Linked DNA regions of Mus musculus: region 1 is linked to region 2. The links are chromatin contacts, called in public HiChIP or PLAC-seq maps. All regions are on one chromosome and are shown on one strand. Each heading gives the region's core, a stretch centred on a gene start, on an enhancer-like site or on the middle of the called end of the contact. The rest is flanking DNA. Distances are from core to core; before and after follow the strand shown.

Region 1 (4,527 bases), core at 955-3,454, 410 kb before region 2:
ACAACAAGTTCTTCATTCCTTGTCACTGTCACCAAATCAGGACTAGGTACTCCCCTGTCTGCCTCAGAGGCACATCTCTGCATCAGAACCTGGCCATGAAATTAGCAGGTAGTCAGAGAAGCCTTGTTATCGCTTAAAACTCGGGTTATTTGACCTTCTAGTGATACCACTCCTTTTCTGCTATAGGAGTATCTGTTTGCTTATTTTGTACTACTAGGTATCACACCCAGAGGTTCACTTAAGGTATGTAGATGCTTATACTCCATGCCTTCTAATACAGGCTTATATAACCAGACATCAAGCCAGATGCATCCAAAGAATGGTGTGCACATTGTTTCAAGTATTATGAATGAGGAAGAATAAGAGGAAAGATTAACAGAGTCACAAAGGAAGCTTTACCCTACACACAGAGAGACTTGTACCAGTTCCTTCAGTTCTGGAGAAAGATGGAAGGAGAGAAGAGATGTAGGCATGTGATCAGGAAGGTTATCCTTGATGTAGTCATTTCAAATTACAGACTAGACCGTGGGAAAGAGCTGGTGGGCTGGGGTTCAGAAATAGACTTTGGGGCTTAGGCATATCTCATTTAAATTCTGACCTGTCTGACATCACTAGTCTTTTGCCATGGCCAAGCCCGTTTCCTCATCTGTAATATGGCATCACATCCGGCATCACATGCAAGCTCCCTGGAGCAGTGAGTGCCTGCGAGACGTGGCTTCTCACTTTTCTGTTCCCACTTGACCATTGTCACATGCCCTAGCAAGTGAATTTCACGTTACTGAGAGGCGGGAGAGCCAAGTTGCAGGTTAAATGAGGGCAAAGGCTCTTATGGTTGCTTATAGTTTCCATAGCAAGGCTCTCACATGAGGAGAGCACCTGAATGGACATGGATAGGCAGGGCTTGGGCGTCCTTACCTCTGGTTCAGAACACTAAGAACCGACTCCTCTCACTTCCTTCCTAGCTTATGTTCTTGTTCCCTATCTCACCTCTTCCCCTTCCTTTAACATTTTCTGGCCAGTGGCCCTGAGTTGCTTTCAGATTTGTGCTTTTCTTTTGATACTGAGTTATAAGTCTACCTTGCACAGTTCTCTGGCAGGTTTGACAGCTCTGCCGTTCCTGGGCTTGAGGCAAGACTCTTCTCATCCAGGCAAAGAGCCACAAGTAGCAGAGTCATTAGAGCAGAAGAGGAGGGATAAGTGCCCCCATTTCATGGTTTACAGAACCATCTACACTGCAGAACTAGCAAGAGAGCTTGACAACACACGTTCTCGGGTTCTATCCGAGGAATATCGATAGAGTCCTAGTCTTAGGACTAGGGTCCCGAGATCTGCACATTCACCAGGATTACTGGGTAAGTATCAGGGACCCAGCTTGATCTCTTACAATAAACCTGCAAGGGCCGATGGCATGCTAACATGTACATGCCTGCGATGCTTTCTTTAAGCCATGTTTTCAGGCTGCAATTTTAAAGGAGGCACAAGAGCTCTAAAGATCTTAATTGTTCTTAGTTGAGTGTGAAGGAAGACCTATGAACCACGATAGACACCATCCTTCAGTTTACGTGTGCTGGGTAATCTAAAATGGCCCAGAAACTACATTTCCAGCCATTTACTATCTCCAGGGATGTCCTGAGCATGTTTTTAAAGTAGAATTCCTGTAAGTTACAGGCATAGGTTTTTACTAAGGGACAGTAGTACGGGAATGCAGTGTCTGTCTTGACAGGACCTAACTTTCCACATTCAATAAGATCCTCACCCATGTAGCCTCCCCTCCTTACTGGACCTGAAAAATGAAGAACAACATCTAGTTACTCGGTGCAAATTACTAGATTAAATAATGGCTTAAGAAAGCAAACAAATTAGCTGCAAGGAGATTGGGATCCTCATTCATAATTTTCCTCTTTGGCTCCAGCTGGAGTGCCTCAGACCTCATCCCTGCTGTCCTGAGACCTTCCTGCCTAAGATGTAGATTTGGCAGCAGGGTTGCTTTAGAGGCATTCGCGCTCCAACTGGAGCCTCAGGTGTGGTTAGGCAAAGAAATGAGAAGCATGAAACCCTCAAGATAATTCATCTCCTCCAGGTGGTTCCTGTCCACAGCCGGCCCTTATCTCCTCTTTCTGCAACACCTACTTACTTGGATCTTGACTTGTTTTTGGCAGTGCTCTGGATGTGCAATGCGGTTGCCATGGAGATGCTACCCAGCATGCCGCATGCTGTTTCATCTTCTCTCCATCTCTTCATTTCTCTCCAGTGTGTGCTTGTTCGCTCCCATTCTACCTCGCAGACACCCACCCCAACCTTTTTTTTTCCTAATTGAAGATATCAAACACCACACTTCTTCAAGCCGTTTTGCTACAGCCCCCCCTCCCCCGAACACACACACTCTTATTGAACGTGTTTTAATTTCATATAATCAGAATAACCTGTACTGACTGGGAAACAGGGAAGAAAGTTGCCCCAAATGTTAAATTTCCCTTGTTTATGCTGGTTGCCTGGGAGGCTGAGGGAATTCAGGCAAGTGTTAATCAAATTAACATCCCTCTACTTTCCCGGAGATTAGGTCTTTACCAGGTGGAGAGAGACTTAGTAGCAATACCTGCTGGTTTCCACCTGAGCTCCTTCGCATCTCTGCTCTGCAGATAGCTCTGAGATGCCTTCGCTCCCAGTTGCCTGCCCATGAAATATCCATTTTGCCCATTATTTGCATTAAGCCTTAGGCATCGCTGTAGATGCCAGCATGCTGCATTGTCAGGAGTTGGTCCACACATGAAGAAAATCGTCATGTGACTATTGACTGCTAACCTCCCCCTCCCATGACTCTTGTAACTGGCAGATAATGAGAAGAGCTGAGGGAAAGACTTTGTAAGTATGTGTACCTAACCAGGTGAAAATTTAATAGTTTCTCCTATGTATACCAAAGATGTTTTTCTTTTTCTCGATAATTAGAAAGACACTAGGAAATAAATATATAAACATACCTTTCCCTCATCCCCTTCCTTAAAAAAAAGCTCTCTCATCTGTAATGTCATAAGCAAAATGAGTTATATTTCTTTCTTTCCTAAACTGATAAAAGAATTCACATTAGTAAAAACAATCCCAGAATTACCTTTTACGTATGTTCCAGGTGCCTCAATTTTCTAAACTCAAAGCAACCCACTAGGCAGTCACCTTAGATGATCAACAAGACACAGCCCGATATCGTTTTCTTTCTTCTATAACAAAACTGCTCAGAAACAACCAGGGCTCGCCATTCTCTTCCCATGGCTCTCCAATGTGTTTACTTACCTATGTCTGCTTTCTCAGGGCCGTGAGAGGACAGGAGGGCAAGCAGGTCACGTGATCCAAAAGGTAAAGCTGACTTTAGGGATGATTTAATGTGGAAAACAAAAAAGGAGACATTTTACAGGGACCTGCACAAGAATGAGGTCAACCTACATTTTCTCTCACTGCTTTTAGAAACCAGTTTTTGATACTTCATTTTTTTTCCCTAAAATCAATAATTGAGTCACTTTCCCCCAAAGAAACATTCTCCCTTTCCCTCTCCCTCTGTGTGTGTATGTGTATTGATTGTGTACGTGTGTGCACGTATGTGCATGTATGTGCATTGTGTGTGTGCGTATGTGCGTGTGTGTGTGTGTGTGTGTGTGTGTGTGTGTGTGTGTGTGTATGCATGGAAAAGCCAGAAAGTAGTGAGAGCCACTTTCCAAGCTAGTCTTCTAGAAGTTCTAACGAATCGATAGGTGTTTATTGAACACTTAGCACCAGAAAGGAACTAATTTAGATTCTGCAAGAGGATAATAGGATGAGATTTGACTCTTTAAATAGTGCATTGTCTGTCACAGAATTCAAGTCACGGGCATGAAAAGTTAAATAGCCAACAGGAATAAAATGGGCTGTAGGAACAGTACATGAACTACTGAAATGTAGTCCACAAGCTAGAGGACAGAGGGAGGGGAGAAGGGAGGAGGCCTGCATGGGCAAGAAAGTGAGAGAAGGTGGGTAAGAGCTTAGCGGGGCTATTAAGCAGGAGCAATATTCAAATTGCATTCATATGAAAGTGAACAGTAGAGAAGCAGACAAATGCATCTGTTCCAAGACAGCAAAGAAGCCACTTGACTTTAGCAATGGCTCATCTGGAGAACGGGAGAGAAGTCCAGCTGTGCAGATGGGGGTCAAGGTGTGGAGGGAGGGCCCTGAGTCAAGTTCAGCTCTTACTCCAGCTAGTAGGAAGCCATTGGAGTTTTGGAAGCAATGGCTGACACAGCAATATGGAGTCTATAGTAGGGATGCACTTAAGGATCTTGAGGATGTAAGACAGAGGTCTCAGAGACAGGCTGTTTGAGAGATCTGCATAGGAAACGATAAGGCTCCATAGCACAAAAGAAGGAAGGAGGGGACTCATGCAGGGGCTTCTTGTAAGGGCTGGTGGGCTTGTAATTCCAGCATTTGGGACAAGAGCAGGAGTGTCAAGTGATGAGTGAGGATGGAGACACCTGGCAAGTCTCAGGACTGAAGGAGTCAGACAAG
Region 2 (4,381 bases), core at 290-2,789:
GAAGCTTTTGCTCTTTACCTATCACCTTGCTAGCAAATCCTTCCCTTCACTGGCCTCAGAGCCTACTCCTTCAGGATCCCAGCGCATCCTGAGACATCCAGCCTCATGGACCAAACATCTGGATTCTTGGAGCTTCCATTCCTAGGCAGCCACTGTTAGACTAGCTCGACCACAGCCTGTAATTCATTCTAATAAATTCTCTTTCCCTGTATAGAAAAAGACTCATTCTAACAGTCCTGTTGCTCTAAATAAAGCCCTGACTAATACAAAGGCCAGTGTTCCAGTCCCTCACTTGGGCATCCAAAGGCTTCCCGTCCCTAGTCCCACCTTTGCACAATTAGACGCCACACATTCCTTCCCCCTTTCTACCTTTTACTGACATTCTTGCAGCCTGTCCATTGCCCCAGCCAAAGGCTGTGAAAACTCACTTTTATGTCTTTCTTCAGACTCTTCAGCCCAGCTGCCCTCCCTCTTGGAGAAGTTCAAGTCAGCTCCCACTTTTCCACCTACTGACTCATTCCATTAAATTCACTTTTCCTGCCTAGTGTCTAATTTCTTTTAAAAACAAAACACCTTATGAAAGATTGCAGTTGTCATGTCTTATAAGTGTACCCTTATGTATGCATGTTCATCTACACACATGCTGGGTCTGGAAAGAAGGAAGGAAGGAAGGAAGGAAGGAAGGAAGGAAGGAAGGAAGGAAGGAAGGAAGGAAGGGAGAGAGAGAGAGAGAGAAAGAAGAGAGGAAGAAAGAGATCAGAGAGAAGGGGGGACGGTAGGAGGGAGGGGCACATAGAGAAAAGACAAAGTAAAGTGGAGGCACCTTGACCCCAGATGAGCCCCAGCTTCTCTGGTCCCTGCAGGGTTCCAGGCTGGCAATACCCTCAGCTTCCTCCCCTGCTCTCTCTCCCTGTCTTCCCCTGTGCCTCCGTCTTTGATGTGTGTCCAGTAACAGCATCAAATCTTAACCAGCAGCCCCATCTTGGAGAAGAACAACAGAAGAGATGAAAATGTAACGTTGAGAAGTTCATGCTCCAAGGAGCACGTGCACTTTGCCTCCTGTAGAGCCCATCCGAGACGAGCCTGGCAGAGGTCTGGCTTTCTGGCACATGCAAAGACCATTGGATACCCATCCCGGTGTATGGGGGCAACTGAGAAATCACCAGGAGACGGAGCTTCCTCTGTGTGCACAAGGGAGCCAGCCATGCCTGCTTCCAAGGACCTGGTTGTCTGAGTGAAGCATGCAAAAAAAAAGAAGACGAAGGAGAGAAAGGAATCATCGACCTACTGTCTCCTCCTCCTCCTGAAAAAGACAGCCCAGCAGACATCCATCCCCCCAGGACTCACAGGCCCTCTGTAAATTACAACCCTGAGCGCTAAGGGTAGCACCCTGGACCAGAGCCAGTGGCTGTCCTGGATGCACTGTTTGCTGTGAGCCTAGGGTAGAAGAGGTGAAGGCCCTTGGCTGGGCTGCTTACAAAATCTCCTTCCCAACCCTGGCTCCTTACTCCCCTTCGAAAGCACTGCAGAGCCTGCGTCTGATTAATGTTGTGCGCTGATATACACAGAAGCCGGCTCCAGATTCCTGGCAAACCGCCCTGCACCCTGCGGAGAGGAGGCTCCACCTGCCCAAGGGCGACCCCTGGCGGCCAGCAGAGAAACTGCGCAAAACTGGGAAAGGTTTGTTTTAAAGAGTGCGGACTGGTATTGGGTGTACACCTCTAATCCCAATTATCTGGGAGGCTAAGGCTGGAGGACCACAAGTTCCAGGACAGCTGAGAAAAATTACTGAGACCTCCGTCTCAAAGAAAGAAAAGAGGCTGGGCATGTGGGTCCTTGGTAGAACATTTGCCTGGTGTGAGTCAGGTCTCAGGTTCAATCCCCAATAATAGTAATTATTATTATTATTATTATTATTATTATTATTATTATTATTATTATTATTATTATTATTATTAAAACAAGCAAAATGTTTTAAGAAATAAAGGCGACAGAGTAAGCTATGCAGCCCCAGATGGTGCTGTACAGGAGGTAGAGTCTAAAGGGAAAGCCAATTTTGCTGTCTTACAGTGCAAGCAGGAAGGAAACATTCTGTTTGGAATGGTGGGGGCTGAAGGAGGTAATTGTGGAGGGGGAAGGTGGAAATGTGAAAATCTGTTGATAGTCGGAATAGAATCTGTTTAATATAATTCTTTCACAAAATAACACTTACAAAGTTTTCCCTGCTCTGAGCCAGGCCTCCTTCCATCTTCAGCACCAAGGCCATATTCTCCCCTCTGCTTCCCCACCAGCTGCTTCGGGAAAGGAATCAACCTATACTACTTGTGTCCTGTACCTGCAGTGATCCTGGGACCCAGGAGTCAAGAGGCTAGCTGTTTGACCTTGAACAATCTGCTCAACATCCTGGGAACTCCTTCCAGAATTCCAGAATATGAAAGCAAGGAAGGGCTTGTGAGTAGCGGGTGGCTCTGTCACCTCTCACTTTCCCATCCTCTCCCATCAGTTGACACACCCATCCTCAGTCCCACCAGGCATCGGTGTACATTTGCTCTGCAAGGAGCCAATTGGTGCACAGTTGACCAGCTTTCGGATGGAGCCTGATGCTTTCAGCCTGATCTCAGAGGCTTTAGGTGGCCATCTTTCACTTTGGTGTCAGATTGCTCTGATGCCCAAGGCTCTCTCGAAGGAGCTGCCACCAACAAGAAGTTCCCCCAGAGACACAACTCCCAAGTCTATAATCATAGGCACCAAGGGAGAAATAATGGACAATTAGATACTTGCTAGGTGACTTTTCCATAAACAGATGTCTTTTTTTCCCAAGGTAGGGTACCAACAGCAGACCAAAGGAGTGGGTCCCATCTGTGTCCAGTTTGATAAAGCAATGTGTTTATTTCAGTAGTATGGCTGACGGGGTACTCGCTGAAGTATGGTGAGTCCAAAGGTTGATGCATGATTATCATGGAGGGAAGCAGACATGCGTGATACTAAGCAGTAGCTGACAGCTTTACATCCTGCAAGTAGTGAGAGAGATCTCAGAGCCCACCCCCAGAGACACACCTTCTCTATCAAAGCCACATCGATTCCAATAAAGCCACACCTCCTAATCTTTCCCAAACATGTCCACTCCCTGACAAATAAGCATTCAAACTATAAGAGCCTGTGGAGACGGTACTCATTCAAACCACTACAAGGAGATAGCTACATAGCGTGGTTCTAAATGAAAGCGTGGGGGTCAGCCAAGAGCAGCCCCTGGAAGTGTAGGAAAATCAGCAAGTGGAAAAATGAATTCAGAACAAAATCCTGAGCCACAGGAGCGAGAGCTGGCCTGGGTGCTCTGAGGCCGTGGGCAGCTCCTGCCCTCTAATTCAACAGAGCCAATAGAATGGTACACCACAGGGCATGTCCGCAGGACAGAGACTATTCAAATGACCTTAAAGGTCCCCTGGGACACAGAACAGTCTAGTCTCAGAATCCTAATGCATATCTCATGGAGAGACACTACCTCTGAGAGTCTAATCTGCCACTAAGTTACCAGAAGTAAGAGGTGAGAACATGGGTTCTCTCTCCTGATTCTTATGCATCCATCCATTTGCTCATTCCTTTAGTCATCTATCCATCCATTTATATAGACTTTCATTCAAATGTTTGTGGAGGCCAGAGACTGGCACTGATAGTCTTCTCATGCTTCTCTTAACCTTGTGTTTTGAAACAGGGTCTCTCATTGAATCTGGAGTTCTCTGGTGCAGCTAACCTGGCTGGCCAGCAAGCTCCTATCTGTCTCCTCAGCACTGGGACTCCAGGCGCAGAGCACCATGTCTGGCTTTATATGTGAGCACTGGAGATGTGAACTCGGGCCCTCATGCTTGCATAACAAGCACTTTACCAACCGAACCATAGCCCCAGTCCCTATCGCCCCAGTGCCCATTCTGGCAGCATTTTATTTAATAGTTAATATGTACCTGGCATGGGGTCTTTGCTACCGGGAGGACAAGATAATTGTAGTTTGTTTTCCTTCTCTTCCAGGCAAGATTCTATAATGCATGACTCGGGTGTCAGGAATCTCCTCTACTGTCCTATCCTTTGATGGGTCAGCTAAGAGTTCCTTTGGACACTATAGGAAACACAGACACAGGGTCCAAATGTCACAGAGTCCGCTACTGCCAAACTTAGTCTTTCCATATCCACCTACCCACTTTCTGAAGCCACAAATGAGAACAGGACACAACGTACTTGCACTGTAGAATTGGGGACAGATATACCCAGCTTCACCTTACCTTAGGCCTCTGAAGACTGACATATGAGCTGGTTCCAATGGTACCTCACACGAAGGGGTATTTACCTAGAACATTCCTGTAGCCCCTTCCCTCTGCCTTCTGTCCCT

Evidence for each region. HiChIP or PLAC-seq counts read pairs in DNA pulled down with a chosen protein or histone mark.
Region 1: a contact with region 2 is called in an H3K27ac HiChIP or PLAC-seq map of SST interneurons, with 5 times the contacts expected there. The contact joins two enhancer-like sites. A contact is called at or near these places in 8 of 39 promoter capture datasets (the HPC-7 cell line, cranial neural crest, frontonasal cranial neural crest and 5 more), 1 of 15 datasets of contacts at CTCF or cohesin (embryonic stem cells), 9 of 484 Hi-C or Micro-C datasets (cerebral cortex, cortical neurons and embryonic stem cells) and 3 of 115 datasets of contacts at active chromatin or transcription factors (SST interneurons, VIP interneurons and embryonic basal ganglia).

Annotation. Positions count from the first base shown.
Region 1 is chr6:135,857,323-135,861,849 of GRCm38.p6, reverse strand. All of the region lies in intron 5 of Grin2b (glutamate receptor, ionotropic, NMDA2B (epsilon 2)), which reads left to right. Gm14330 (a long non-coding RNA gene) reads right to left here. Exons shown (of 3, transcript XR_003956535.1): 2 at 3,286-3,358. Among named protein-coding and RNA genes, the nearest start is that of Gm14330, 7.2 kb to the right of the region's middle. Within about 2 kb of position 2,204, at least 28 of the 459 cell types and tissues checked have an H3K27ac peak or open chromatin away from gene starts, as enhancers often do. A contact at or near this core is called in SST interneurons, cerebral cortex, cortical neurons and 1 more, where this site is marked.
Region 2 is chr6:135,442,024-135,446,404 of GRCm38.p6, reverse strand. No RefSeq gene overlaps it. Among named protein-coding and RNA genes, the nearest start is that of Emp1, 81 kb to the right of the region's middle. Within about 2 kb of position 1,539, at least 105 of the 459 cell types and tissues checked have an H3K27ac peak or open chromatin away from gene starts, as enhancers often do. A contact at or near this core is called in SST interneurons, cerebral cortex, cortical neurons and 1 more, where this site is marked.